2 separate regions of the Mustela erminea genome follow, and region 1 is linked to region 2. A link is a contact called in public Hi-C data. All regions are on one chromosome and are shown on one strand. The core of a region is the stretch at or near the end of the contact, and the rest is flanking DNA. Distances in the headings are between cores, read along the strand shown.

Region 1 (2,700 bases), core at 106-2,605, 160 kb after region 2:
GAGGGGGTAGGCCTGGTGGGACAGAAGCTAATACCTTAGGGTCAAGTCAGAGGCAACCTCTTGGACACAATCCCTCACTTCATTATTAGATGGAGGGCTCAAATGGATCTCCTAACTTCTTCCCCAATACACGCTTTCCTATCTCGTTCAGTGCTTTCATTTCTCTTACAACACCAAACGCCAAACGCCGTAAAAGTACTTGAACATAATTACCAAAGTTCCATTAGCTGCTGAGGGCAAGAGAAGGTTGCTCTTTTATTTTCTTATCAGTGCTCTGTCCTTCCAGTCCCTAAATAGACCTCTTACTCATTCATGAGTTCTGATCTCTCCCTCCCTAGACCACCTACCTGCCTAGTCTCTTGTCTTACCATAACCAGAGCCATCCAGATATTGTTGTCTCCTCCTCTGCATGCTTAAGATTAAGCTAAAACACTCAAGACCCAAAGAAATAAAGCAAAATAGAATACACTGTAGCATTTACTATTACTTATATATGCCTTTTTTTTTTCAACCACCCTTTTTGGGATCTATGCATATGCTGATCAGAACGAAAAGACTTGATGCCCTAAGAGGGCATCTAATTATACTAGCAAGACTCCTAAAAGCTTGCTGGATCCCACTCCCCCCACCCCCTTCAAGTCCTGCATGCGTGAGGAAGCCAAGCTAGCTGCATTCTCCTTCAATTTCAGCACTCGCCCCGCGCAACACAGCCCCTTTCTCCACCTCACCACCTCTACAAACTCCCAACTTTTTCTGGAATCCAAGAAGCTTCTGCGCTTTGTTGGGATACAGGGAAGCGTCTCCCGGGCCCTGGCGGCCACACATCAGGTCGGGGCACTGGCAAGCCTGAGTGGAGGGTGGGAAGGGGGGCACACTGGGAACTTCCGAGAAGGCACCCCAACAATCCCGTGGTGCCGCAGTCTCCCCTCTGGAGGGTCAAACCCAGCAAGAACGGGGTTGGATCGGGCCAGGGTGCTCCATCCGGGGGCCACGGAGCACCTCGGTCGCGCCCCAAGCGGCAGGGGATCCCCCCGGGGCGGCTCCGGGGGCGCCGGGCCGGACGGGAACGAAAGGATGGGCGGCGGGACCGGCCGGGGTCGGCGCGCGGCCGGGTATGATGGGTCCGGCGACGGGAGCGGGCAGGAGGGAGCCCCGCGAGAGCGAGAGAAAGGCCGGGACGGGGGTCTGGCCTCCACCCGGGTCAGCCCTCGGCCCGGCCGCGCTTACCCGGCTCCGCGGGGCCCGAGCACCATCGCCACCGCCGCCTCACACAAAGGCCCCGGCCCGCCGTGCCCGGCCCGACAAGGAGGCGGCGCCGCCGGCCGCGGCCAGACTCTCCATCCGCCGCGCCACTCGCCGCGCCGGCCCGGGCCGCCCCCGCCGCCCGGCCCGCAGCGCCCCCCGCCGTCCCGGAGGAGGCAGCGCCCCCCGCCGCTTGGCCGCAGCGCCCCCAGCCGCCCGGGAGGAGGCAGCGCCCCCCAACGGCGGGGCCGGGAGCCGGATGGGCTGGACCAGAGCCCAGGGGAGACTCCGCTCTCCTCCAGCGCCCCTGGGGACCCCTGCCCAGGCCCCACCTCCCACTGTTATACCCCAGTTTTCGCGTCGGAGAGACCACCAAGGAGCCACCACTGAGCTTAGTTAAGGCAGGGGTATTTATGAGTTCCTGTTACTAAAGCAGGGTGGGGGTCTCTGGAACCAAAGCAGGGTGGGGGTTCTTGTTACTAAAGCAGGGTGGGGGGGGTCCTTAGAACTAAAGTAAAGTAGGGGAAAGTTCAGCCCTTGGGCACAGGGGTCTGAGATGGCTGCCGGAACTAGGATGGCTGTACTTATGCTAAGGCATGCTAAGACTAAACCTGAGGTGGGATGGCCTTAATTTTTCTCGGCCTTCATACCACTCCCACGCGGCCCGGGGACTGCCCGCCCCCAGCCACAGCGGCCACAGCGCAGCAGCTGCAGGGACGTTCCCAACCCCCACAGACCCGGTTTTTCTGAATTGCCCTCATCAACCGGGTGGAGGGCCATCCCCTCCTCACCCTGGGGCATGGCATCCCGACTCTAAACTGTCATCCTCTACCCTGTCCTACATCTCATCGTCCCGGAAGCTTCTCCAAACGTTGCAGAAAAAGGTAAAAATGAAGTCAGGTTGTTTGTGAACTTCTGAGCACGGTAGGCTGAGAGCTTCCTGAAGACAGGGCTCTGTGGTTCTTGATTCAACTCCTGGCATGGCTCACCACACACTACCTGGTCCTGTGACAGGTGCTTAATGAAAAAAAAAAAAAAAAAAAAAAAAAAGCCTGCTTGACTGAATGAACAAATGAATAAACAAGTACTTGAGGTCTGCGCCTCCCCTACACTCCGTGTCTGAAAAATCGCTGCTGACCCTCCACCCACCTGGGTGGCCAGAGGGAGGAATTCACAGGCTCCCACTGCACCTTGAGAGCCCATCCTGTTTCCTACAGCCTGTCATCCCTGAAGGGGAGCAGAATTTACCACCCCCAAAATCCTTTGGCATAAGGATTATTTTAGGTTGACTTTTTTTTTTTTTAAAGGATTTTATTTATTTATTTGAGAGAAAGAGTATAAGAGTGGGGTGAGGGGCAGAGGGAGAAGCAGACACCCCACTGAACAAGGAGTCCCATGACTCCAGCTGCATCCTGGGACTCTATGATCGTGACCGGAGCCAGAGGCAGATGTTTAACC
Region 2 (2,700 bases), core at 156-2,655:
TGGATATAGAGATTACTTAAAAACAAATAAACAAACAAAACACCTCCAATGCTGGAAGACAATGTAATTGTTTTAAAATACCTTCCTTTAAACCACGCTGACTTCCTTGTTTACACTTTTGGCCAGATATTCAATTTTTCTGTCCTAGTAAGAATACAACCAATTCACTTCCAAATGATTTCCAATCAGTAATGTGGAGTATGAAAGAACAACAAAATATTACAATCTACTTGCAAAAAAGTTAAAGTGGGACTCAACTAGAATCAATTATAAAAATTTAACCTCAAAACAATGAGAACACCAATCCATTCTTGGTTTAAAAAACAAAACTACAAAATACATTAAAAAACCGATTTCTTACTCTGTGGGAATATACCGCGCCTATATCAATCTTGTATGGATTCATTTTCTGCATCTCCTTTTCCAGCTCACTCTGGTTGTTGAAGGATTGGTAGCGAATGTAAATATCATCTTTCAATGTGAATGAAAATTCACGGTGTTGAAAGTAATTCTTTATTACTGCAAAATAAATATACCATTTTAAAGTTAATTTGACACTCGATTCGGCTCAGGGCATTAAAACATTAACCAATGATAAGATATTTTTAATGAGCCCTCTGTGCTCAACGCTGTGCTACATGTTTAAAAAACAAAACAAAACACAAAACTAGTTCCTACTCTGAAGGTGCATACCATCCTGCCTCTGATAGGAAAAAGTAAAAATGAGGAAAAAGATGCAGACATATTCTAAAGATGTAATGTCAGCTGTCTCTCCTCGGCGAGCACTACTAAGTTCAGCTGCGAAGAGCTCAGTACCTCTCATCTTCCGGGAGATGCCCCGCTGTCCCCGATACAGAACACGCCTCTGCCCCTTCCGGGTACGACCCAGTAATGTCCTGGGCTCAGGCGCGCGGCAGGTAAATGAGCTGAATGGGGAGTCCCACCACGTGATGGTAGGAGCAGCGGCTCTTTCTTCCTCTGTGTGCCTGCTTACCGTAACCTCTCTCGGCCCCTTTACATCTCTGAGCTGGGGGGAAGGCTCGAGATAATACGAAAAGGCGCTGGCACAATGCCTGGCGCACAGGAGGTACTTCATATTGTCGTTCCGAGGAACGCTCCCAGTACCTCCTCACCCTCCCCACCGAACCACTACCCACTCCGCTCCCGGCTTTATCACCTCCGCCATAGTTGAGCCAACGGTAGTACTGGGCGTAGGGAAAAAGCCTCCGGTAATAAAGCTTAAGCAGTTCGGGCAGCTCGGCAGGGTCAAACGTCTCCATGGAAGGCTCGACTCACTGTCGTAGAACCGCAAAAATTGGCGGGAATCACACAGCAGGATCCCCGGACATTGCGCAGGCGCGCTGTGGCCGCAACCGGACGTCTCGACGGGCCGCTGGGAATTGTAGTTCCCACTTAGGGGTTGGCTTGGGCGCCGCTTGGTCTCGGCCTATCAGCGTTCTCACTAAGACCTCTGCTCTCGTGGGTAGAAGAAAGCCGCTGCTGTTTCAGGAAGGAAGGTGTCATACAGAGAGGTGAGCTCTTGAGCGTGTTGACTTAGGTTAAGATGACGTAAAAAATGATGTTCCCCCTTAACTTTATGAATGTTTTGGAAACGCATTTAAACAATGTAAGCCATTAAAAAAAAGATTTTATTTCAGAGAGATTGAGAGCGCGAGCACCAGCAGGCAGAGCTGCAGGCAGAGGGAAAGGGAGAGGGAGAAGCAGGTTCCCCGCTGGGCAAAGAGCCTGATGCTGTGCTCTATCCTAGGACGCTGGGATCATGACCCAAGCCCGAGGCACTTAAAAGAGTGAGCCACCCAAGCGCCAGTGTCTTTTTAAGAGGGTCTGAAAATTAATTCTTCATAGAATTACTAGGTCCACTATGTGGAAATAAACGAAGACCAACCAAATAAGGTCAAAGGCTTTTTATTCAGAGCTTGCTATATAGCAAGGGGGTCAGCTGCAGACACTTGGGTTCTAGCAGAGAGTCAAACGCAGGCAGAGGAATCGGTAAGCTTTATATACTGGGTGAACAGGAGGTTTCAGGTGTACCTAGATTCAAAGGCTGTTTACATGGGAAAGCTGTAGCTGGGCTAACTGGCATAGGGGCATTCTGTGTGATTGGTTAGGAGCGCTAATTTGGCTTTCTCTGATTGGTCCTAAATTGGAAGTAACCACAAAATCTAAGGAAGCTGATATTTATTAATCAAGTCCTGGCCATTTGGGGTTATGGTCTGGCTTCCTGAAATATCACTAGAGACAATGGTCTGACTTTTGCAAGTCTGACCTATAAGCAGGCTGACTTCCTGAGCTGTTTATTATGGATAAGGGGTTTGGCTTCTAAAGGTTGTAGGTTGGAGTTCTGTTTTGTTTTTGTTTGTAAGTAAACTCTACACCCAACATTGGGCTGAACTCACAACCCTGAGTTGCATGCCCTGTGAGCTGAGCCTGCCAGCAGCCCTCAGAGTTCTGTTTTTATATATGGTCTGGCCACGGTTTGTATATTCAGTCTCTCAAATAGAACACCCAGGAATGCTAAAATCTGAATTATAGAAATCTTGCAGAAGTACGGAGAGATTTACGAGTATAAAAGGAGGCTGTTTGCTGCTAATGTGCAGATCTGCCCATCACTCTAACCTGGTAAAGATAAACCTCATTGCAAATGTGGACTGGGGTGGACAGTCTATAATCACAAAGATA

Evidence for each region. A called contact is a pair of places that touch in the nucleus more often than the background predicts.
Region 1: a Hi-C map of spleen shows a contact between it and region 2, with 4 times the contacts expected there. The contact joins the promoter of ZBTB39 here to the promoter of HSD17B6 in region 2. A contact is called at or near these places in 2 of 3 Hi-C or Micro-C datasets (fibroblasts and spleen).

Annotation. Positions count from the first base shown.
Region 1 is chr6:93,307,917-93,310,616 of mMusErm1.Pri, forward strand. ZBTB39 (zinc finger and BTB domain-containing protein 39) reads right to left here and starts at 1,356. Exons shown (of 2, transcript XM_032348711.1): 1 at 1,228-1,356.
Region 2 is chr6:93,152,769-93,155,468 of mMusErm1.Pri, forward strand. It overlaps HSD17B6 (17-beta-hydroxysteroid dehydrogenase type 6), which reads left to right and starts at 1,406. Exons shown (of 5, transcript XM_032348703.1): 1 at 1,406-1,532. PRIM1 (DNA primase small subunit) reads right to left here and starts at 1,380. Exons shown (of 12, transcript XR_004286987.1): 1 at 1,178-1,380; 2 at 362-519.